Regions from separate parts of the Sus scrofa genome. Here region 1 is linked to region 2. A link is a contact called in public HiChIP or PLAC-seq data. All regions are on one chromosome and are shown on one strand. The core of a region is the stretch at or near the end of the contact, and the rest is flanking DNA. Distances in the headings are between cores, read along the strand shown. Region 1 overlaps DNMT3L (DNA (cytosine-5)-methyltransferase 3-like). Region 2 holds the start of PWP2 (periodic tryptophan protein 2 homolog).

Evidence for each region. HiChIP or PLAC-seq counts read pairs in DNA pulled down with a chosen protein or histone mark.
Region 1: an H3K27ac HiChIP or PLAC-seq map of alveolar macrophages shows a contact between it and region 2. The contact joins the enhancer-like site here to the promoter of PWP2 in region 2. A contact is called at or near these places in 2 of 5 promoter capture datasets (fetal skeletal muscle and skeletal muscle), 6 of 47 Hi-C or Micro-C datasets (embryonic fibroblasts, heart right ventricle, liver and 2 more) and 1 of 2 datasets of contacts at active chromatin or transcription factors (alveolar macrophages).

What each region holds. Positions count from the first base shown.
Region 1 is chr13:207,125,106-207,129,059 of Sscrofa11.1, reverse strand. DNMT3L (DNA (cytosine-5)-methyltransferase 3-like) reads left to right here. Exons shown (of 15, transcript XM_021071081.1): 10 at 486-573; 11 at 1,741-1,832; 12 at 3,858-3,933. Among named protein-coding and RNA genes, the nearest start is that of ICOSLG, 11 kb to the right of the region's middle. Within about 2 kb of position 1,404, at least 13 of the 83 cell types and tissues checked have an H3K27ac peak or open chromatin away from gene starts, as enhancers often do. A contact at or near this core is called in alveolar macrophages and retroperitoneal adipose tissue, where this site is marked.
Region 2 is chr13:207,013,026-207,017,065 of Sscrofa11.1, reverse strand. PWP2 (periodic tryptophan protein 2 homolog) reads right to left here and starts at 2,019. Exons shown (of 21, transcript XM_021071080.1): 1 at 1,878-2,019; 2 at 436-548. The coding sequence starts at 1,895. TRAPPC10 (trafficking protein particle complex subunit 10) reads right to left here. Exons shown (of 23, transcript XM_021071078.1): 23 at 3,954-4,040.

The sequences.
Region 1 (3,954 bases), core at 155-2,654, 110 kb before region 2:
CATGGACCCACAAGATGTCTGCTGGCTCGTGCCCCACGGGGGAGGGCCGCGTTACCCAGGCCTTGCCGGCACCTCCGTTGCACCCAGAGGCCAGCAGCTGGCCTGGGTGGGGTCCTCTGCCGGTCGCCTTCAGAGCCCACACAGGGGACAGGGAGGGCTCAGGTGAGTCCAGGCCTCAGAAACACAGGGAAGGGCTTCCTCTCAGGATAGAATTAGCTTCTGTCCCATCAGGGAAAGCCCCGGCACTGCCAGTCCTGTGCTGGAGATGCCTGGGTGGGGGCAGGGAGGAGGCCCCCAGCCTGGGGGTGGGGGGGCGGTCTTCTGGAGGCCTGGGGGCAGCAGTCAGGGCAGGGCCGCCCCCAGGGCACGGGTGTCTCCCTTCACGGGGAAATGCCTCTGCTGGCCCAGAAGGAACTCTCCTTGTCTCTCATGGGTGCTGTGACCCGGCAGTCATCAGAACACCGTTTTTCGAAAAATCCAAATAGGAGAGTCCCCTTGAGATGTACAAAACTGTGCCTGTGTGGAAGAGAGAGCCCGTCCGCGTGCTGTCCCTTTTTGGGGATATCAAGAAAGGTGAGTCCAGTGACATCCAAGTACCCGCACTGGAAGATGGGGCTGCCTGGAGCGAGACCCACAGGGGACCTGGTGTATGCGTGTTCGTGTGTGTGTGTGTGTGTGTGTGCGCGCGCGCGCGTGCGCACGTGTGCTAGCGTGGAAGGCAAAGGGGGGCTGGGGGCTGACCCCTGTGAAATGAGGGTCATTTTCCGGAGGTGGGGGACTTGGGGGGTTCAGGAGTACCCAGGGCTCATTCCTACAGCCTTGTAAATAAAGTGACAGAATGAGGGCCCTGGGGCCCAGGTTCTCTGCCAAGGGCAGCCGGAGGCCACCACACCTCTGACGCCTCCCTCCGCTCACCTGACCACCTTGCGGCAGCCCCCTTCCCAGGGCTGCCAGCTCCCTCCCCAGTCACCCAGCTGGCCCAGGCTGGTCCCGTGCTGCATTCCAGCCTTGCCTGGGAGTCCGAGCCCTGACAACCCCTCCACCCCCACTGGTGCCTTGGGAAATCCTTTGGATTCCTCTGGGCCCCGCAGGCATCAGAAGAATCCATGGAAAATACTGCTCGGTCTATGTCCCAGGGGCGGGGAGGATGCACCCGGCTCGCGCTGTGCAAGTACCCTGGGTAGTGCGGTCAGGGACCTCCGTCACACCCGAGTTGTGGACCCGGCCCGAGACGCACCATCGGAAGCAGCTTGGCCCTGAAGGCACCCAGGGGTCATGGCCCACGGCCGCCCAGCCTTCCGGGCGCTACCCAGCCATCATCCTTTGTTCAGTGTAGGAGGTCCTTTCTGGGCTGGGCTTCCACCCCTGCCGCCAGCCGTGTCACAGCCTGGCCGAGCGATATCCGTGTGGGCTGCCACCCCCCCGGGGTTTCCTAACCTAGAAAGTGACACTGCAGCCAGGGAGGCCTGGCCTGGCCACGCACCGCTGACTTTCTGAAGTCACCCCTCGGAGAGTTTGGTTGCGTAATAAGTGATAACGCAGCCGATGTCGTCAGTCTTGGTTCCCTGTCACGTCCCTGGAAAGACGAAGGGTGAGTGCGCCGCCACGCGCTAGGGGAGCTCTGTCCCCACACACACAGGGGTCGAAAGACAGGCGTGTTTTCTGATCAAGCGCTGGTCCTTTGGGCCTGCGTGGGGTCACGGCCAGCGGCAGCCCTCCTGGGTCCTCTTTGCTCCCCAGCAGAGCTGATGAGTTTGGGCTTCTTGGAAAACGGTTCTGAGGCGGGAACGCGGAGGCACTTGGACGATGTCACCAACGTGGTGAGAAGGGAGGTGAGTGCCGCTGGTGCCTGCGGGCGGCGAGGCGAAAGCGGGCTGGACGGGTCCTCCAGGGGCGCTGCTGGGACCTGGGGAGGGGCGGGGCAGCCCCCAGCAGGGCCGACGTGGGGGGGGGCGGTCAGGCAGGAGTCGACCCGCAGTGGGAGAGAGGAGAGGGGCAACTGCACGGCCCCCAACTGCCCGGGAGGGCGCTCAGCCCCCTGCCCCCCTAAACAAAGCGCCGAGGGTTTGAAGACATCCTCCGAGTGCTCGGGCTCCTCGAAGCCCACTCCTTCCTGCCGTCCTGGACGGCGGCCTTGGAGGAAGGGCCTGAAAACGCCTCAGCAGCACCCAGCTCCGGCCCGGGCTGTCACTGCAGAAGGGAGAGGGCCGGGGCGCCTCCTCCTGTGGCCTTGGGACCGGAGGGCCCTGGTCCCTCGACCCCACACAGACACAGCCTCTCACCTGGACAGAGGGTCTAAGGGGCCAGAGCGGTGAGGAAAAAGCCAGCGTGGGGGGCCTGCTCTGCCCCTGGGACTGAGTCCGGGGTGGCACCCCCCCACCCCACCCCGAGCCTGAGAAGGCCCCTCCGTCACGCCCCCCGCAAAGCCCAGGACAGTGTCTTTGCGCCCTCTCCCCCCGCTCCCCCGCTGTGCCCTTCAGACGCCCCACCGGGAGCATTTTGGGAGCTCACCCCAGGCCCAGCGGGGGCCTCCCTCGCAGGGAGGAGGTCGGTAGGGGATGGGATGGTGACACGAGGGCCCCCGAGCAGCAGAGATGGGACAGGCCCTGGCTCAGCCGACACCCCATTAATGAGCTTGCGTCCAGCGCCCTCAAGAGCCATGCTGACCACACTCTTTCCCGAGGGCCTGCGAAGCGGGCTTTCCTGCGGTGCTGCCCCTCCTAGAGATGCGGGCCACCTGCTCCCGCATCTGCGGGCCACCTGGCGGCGGTTCGGGGGGATTTCAGGGGCACCCCAGCGGGTTTCCTCCAGGACCCTGCTTCCTTCCCGGCGTTTCCTGGGATCGCCACCTGTCACCTGCATGTAGAGTGTGGGCACACCTTCACCTCCTCTGGTCCCCTTGGTGCCCCCCAACCCCCGTCTAAACACCCTGAGGGACCTGGCTCCCGTCAGCAGCTGAGATAGAGCACAATGGGCAGATGGCCCCAGGAGCACATCTGGGTTGGGGTCATAGGTCCCCGTGACGGGACGTGCTGGGGGCATGAGAGGCTGGGGACTGATGTGGGCTGCAGGCTTCTGGGAAGTGACTTGGGGAGGGTCCCGGGAGGCCAGGGCTGCCCTGGACGAGGTGCTTCACAAAGCCAGAGAGCTGGAGCTCCCACTGTGGCGCTGGGATGCAGGTTCCATCCCTGGCCCGGCACAGTTGGTCAAGGATCTGGCGTTGGTGCAGCTGCAGCTTAGGTGGCAACTGCAGCTTAGGTGGCAACTGCAGCTCAGATCTGATCCCTGGCCTGGGAACTCCATATGCTGGGGGGCAGCCATAAGCAAAGCCGGAGACCTCATGTTTGGGTCTCTGGGATTTTTTTTAAAAAGAACAACATAGACTAGTCTCTAAGCGGGTCCCTCATGTCACCTGGGCAGGGGGCGCCTGGGCCCTTGATGGACAAAGAGCATCCTTGTCTCAGCTCAGGGTTGTGGGCGACCAGGGTGGGGGTGGGGGGTGGGGGGTGGGGGGTGTTGCTCGCCCTCCCCAGGGGAGGCCGACAGGGGCTCCCTGAGTATTTTCCAGCAACAGAGTCCATGTGAACACTGGGGGCCCATGTCAACCTCTCGGGAGGGTCCCTAAGGGCCATGCTGGCACATAGGAGTCACCTTGGGTCCCCAGGACTCTGACAGGGGTGGCCTCCCCAAGATGGAGGAACTGGGCTCCCTGCACCCCTCAGCCACAGAGGTGGGTCTGACCAGTGGGTGCACCGCCCCCCTTGGAGGCCCCCGGGCTGAGGTCAGCCTGAGTCACAGGCGCCTGGGCCCCACGGGGACTGCTCTGCACCCCCGAGCCGCCCCGCCCTCTCGTGCAGGTGGAAGACTGGGGCCCCTTTGACCTGGTCTATGGCTCTACACCCCCGCTCGGCCGTGCCTTCGACCGCCCCCCAGGTAAGAAACCACGTCTGTTCC
Region 2 (4,040 bases), core at 770-3,269:
TGTCCCATCTTACAGACAGGGCAACTGAGGCCTGCGGAGACCCAGGCAGCCTCTGCAACAGGAGGCTCTCGCTCAGGCTGCACCCATCTGGGAAGTGGTGACGGCGAGCAGAGCTCTGCGCTTGCTCGGAAGCGCCCACGGCTGATCCCGGCGAGCACGCTGGCCGGGCGGCCCTCCAGCCCCAGACGTTTCAGCCAAATACACGTCATTTTCTACAATGAAGGCAACGTCAGCGGCCAACACACGGGGTTCGGCGGAGAGACTAGCAGGAAGAAAGCAGGGACCACACCCCCACCGCTGCCTGTCCACGCGCCTGGGCCCCGAGCCCTCTGTTGGGCTGCCTTGGGCAGTCAGAGAGCGGCGAGGCTGCCAAACACCGTGCTTCTGCCTGGAAACTGGAACCGTCGCTGCTGTCGGGGCGTTTAGCATACTTACTTTTTAAGGTCAAACACAGTGACTCTATTTCCCACGGGACTGATGAGGGAATTCCCATCACACGTAAAATTTAAGTTTCCACACCGGTAGACCGTCCCCAGCAAATTGGAAAACTGGCGAGAGAACAAAGCTGTCTCAACACACACAAGATACAACTCCCGGAAAAGGGCTACGTGAGGCCTCTGGTCAAGGAGGTGGTGCAGAAGCAGAGCCCCCGCCCGGGCTCTGACCATCCCCAGGGTCCCTCCAGTCACCCCCGGGGGCACTTCCTGGGTACCTCTGTGGCCCAGCTGAGCACAGAGGAGTGAGCCCAATCCCCAGGGAACCCGAGCCCCCGCTGAGGTGGGTGAGGGGCCCCGAGTGAGGGGAAACCTCCAGAGGGGTGGAGAGAACCCGACCCAAGTGCATGAGAAAAGCTGTGACGGTGGAAGGCACCCCAAGCACATCCCTGGTTCAAGGCTCCCTGAACAGGGTGACCAGCAAGCAGACCAGTCATTCACTCAACCTTCATCCCTGAGCGCTGGCCGGAGACAGCGCAGGGGCAGGTCCCCACCCTCACGTTCCATGCCCCCCAGCCCAGCCACGGAGAGAGCAGGGATGAGGAGGGGGTGGACCCCAGGGGCATGGGAGGGTGGTCAGCGAAGGACCAGAGGGACAAGGACCATCGGGACCCGTAGGCAGGCAGGGCCCGGGAACCCCAAGGAGGCCACAGGGAGGAGCCTGGTCAGCAGAAAAGGTTTTAAGCAGAGGCAAAGCATGAGAGACCCTCGTTTTTGGAAGGCCACGCTGGTTACCATGGGAGCAAGAGGGGATGCGGGCGCCAGCGAGGCTTTGGCGCTGCCCCCCAACACAAGACGATGCTACCGGAATGAGAGACGACACAAGGGACCGGAGCTGGACAGGGGAGGAGCGCTCTGAGCAGGAAGACCAGAGGCGCCCTGGGTGTGGGGCCGAACTGCTGGAGGCCTGCGCCGAGCCAGGGCCAGGCCAGGCCTGGAAGGAGCTGGGGCCCGAAGGAAGATGGAAGAGGAAAGGCAAAGGCCGGAGGCCGCGGCTCTGCGGAGGAACAAGCCCTCAGGGCCGTGGCAGCCGCGCGCGGAGCCGCGCAAACGCCCAGGGCTCCGCAACCACGGGTGGCCCGCTGTGCCGAGCGTCAGGGGACCTGCGGAAGATGCACCCGCCCCCCGCGTCCTCCCAGGGCGCTCGCGGTGGCCTCGGGGCGCCAGGGCTTCTGCCCGGGTTGGCTTCCGCTGTCCGGCTCGGAGCTCAGCCGGACCCTCCCGCAGGCTCCTGCTCCTCCAGCCCGCCGCTCCGTCCCCGTCCGAGGCGCTGCGGCCCCAGCCCGCCCAGGCCCGGCTCTCTGGCCCCACAGGGTAGCCTCGAGCGGCGACCCCACGGGGACCCCCGGCTGAGGACCCCGCAACCCCCCGGCCCGCGCTTACCCGGTAAGCGAACTTCATCTTGGCCGCCACACGTGTGTTGCTTGCAGCCTCTGCCCCCCGCCCTCCGGCCGACAGCAATCACTTCCGGGGCGCGAGCGCAGCTCCGTGCCACTGCGCCCCCGGCGGCCCGGAGGAGCGGCGCCCCAGCCCCTGGCCCCGCCCCGAGGCGTGGCTCCCAGCCCCTGGCTCCGCCCCTGAGGCGTGGCTCTCAGCCCACCCGCCGCGATTCTGGTGGGTCCTCCTTCGCTTGGGCTGGATTCGCCCTGCTGCTGTGACAAACCATTTAGGCAACTTGTAGAGTGAGAAGTGACCCCATGCTTAATTGTTTAAATGCTCCAGCTTATGAAATGGAGATCAAATGAAGTCTCTGAATAAAATGAAAAGTTTTCCGAAGAAAGTTGTCTTAGCGATACTGCCCTGAACTGAAGTCTGGCACCTACCACTGGCCCCTACACAGGGTAAAACATAAGCCACCGCAGCTGTCAACTCACAGCACGAGTGGAGCTCGGGCGGAGACCAGGAGTGAGGCACTCTGTGCTCCGGAAAAACTGGAAGAGCAGGTCTTCAGATAAGTTTTGTTTGCTTTGTTTTTGTTTCTTTTTGTCTTTCCTAGGGCTGCACCCACGGCATATGGAGGTTCCCAGGCTAGGGGTCTAGTCGGAGCAGTAGCCTCGGGCCTACGTCACAGTCACAGCAACTCGGGATCCGAGCTGTGTCTTCGACCCACACCACAGTCAAGCAACACCAGATCCGGGCCACATCTGCGACCTACACCACAGCTCACGGCAACGCCGGATCCTTAACCCACTGAGCAAGGCCAGGGATCAAACCCGCAACCTCCTGGTTCCCAGTCGGATTCGTTAACCACTGCGCCACGACGGGAACTCCCAGATAGTTTTTTTTAAGAGAAGATTTTATGAGCCTAATTCTTGTATCTCCTCTTATCTAGAAAAACACTTCAAGGAAAATCCCTGAGGGTGACTGATGCCTGGGACTGGTCGTCACATTCTGTAAACGTGTGCCAGCAGCAAACTTCTGTAAAACGCTCTGCAGGCACCGCCCCTCTCACCTTTCTGACTTGTATCTGGATATTCCCCCCATCCTTGGAAATACTGCCTCCTGCACTATAGTTGAGTGGACGAAAGATGTTAGGTCATCTGTGAGAACAGCCACTCCCAAAGGTGGGCCAGTGAGCCCTGAGGGAACTCAGGAAAGAAACAAAGAATAATATATCCCCACAGCTGAGGTGCACAGCAAAGGAGGGATTCCAGGAAGCCCAGACCTTCCCACCGTCCCATGGACACTGGGTTTCTGTACATCTTCTTCTGCAGATCTGGTGATCTGTAAACCTTTTTGTTCCGACTCCCTTCCCTCTGCTGCAAAAGCTCACACATCCCAGCTTCCCCCCTCGCCTCCGGGGAGTGGTTTCTCAGGGCTCCCTGAGATGCTGTCTCCCAGGCTTAAGCGCCAATTTCACCCCAAATAAAACTCAACTTTCAGGTTATGCATTTTTTAAGTCGACACTGCTGAATATGACAGACAGCTACCTTGCAAAATTTCAGGATGGCAAACAGGTCTAACAAAAAATCTGAAACCTCTGAAGATTCAAATATCTTAGAGTGAGGGTATTATCTTAGGGTAATAAATTGTGAAAAAAAATCCTCAATGCTCCCCCAAAAGTAAATGATCCTCGTTAGAGTCAGGAACGAGGATTAGAGAAAGAAAATAAAATTATTTATTTATTTTTTTTGGTCTTTTTGCCATTTCTGGGGCCACTCCCGTGGCATATGGAGGTTCCCAGGCTAGGGGTCTAGTCGGAACTGTAGCCACCAGCCTACGCCAGAGCCACAGCAATGCGGGATCCGAGCCGCGTCTTCGACCCACACCACAGCTGACGGCAAGGCCTGATCGTTAACCCACCGAGCAAGGCCAGGGATGGAACCCGCAACCTCCTGGTTCCTAGTTGGATTCATTAACCACTGCGCCACAACGGGAACTCCAGAAAATAAAATTCTTTAAAAATACACACTCAACGTTCACACGCCACAGCAAAAGGATGAAGTTCAAAGCAGCAAGTTTCTTCTTAAAATGTGTATTTTCAGAGGTATAATGCTCATATTTTTAAACAACCTTAATACAATGGTTTTAATCTAACAGTATATT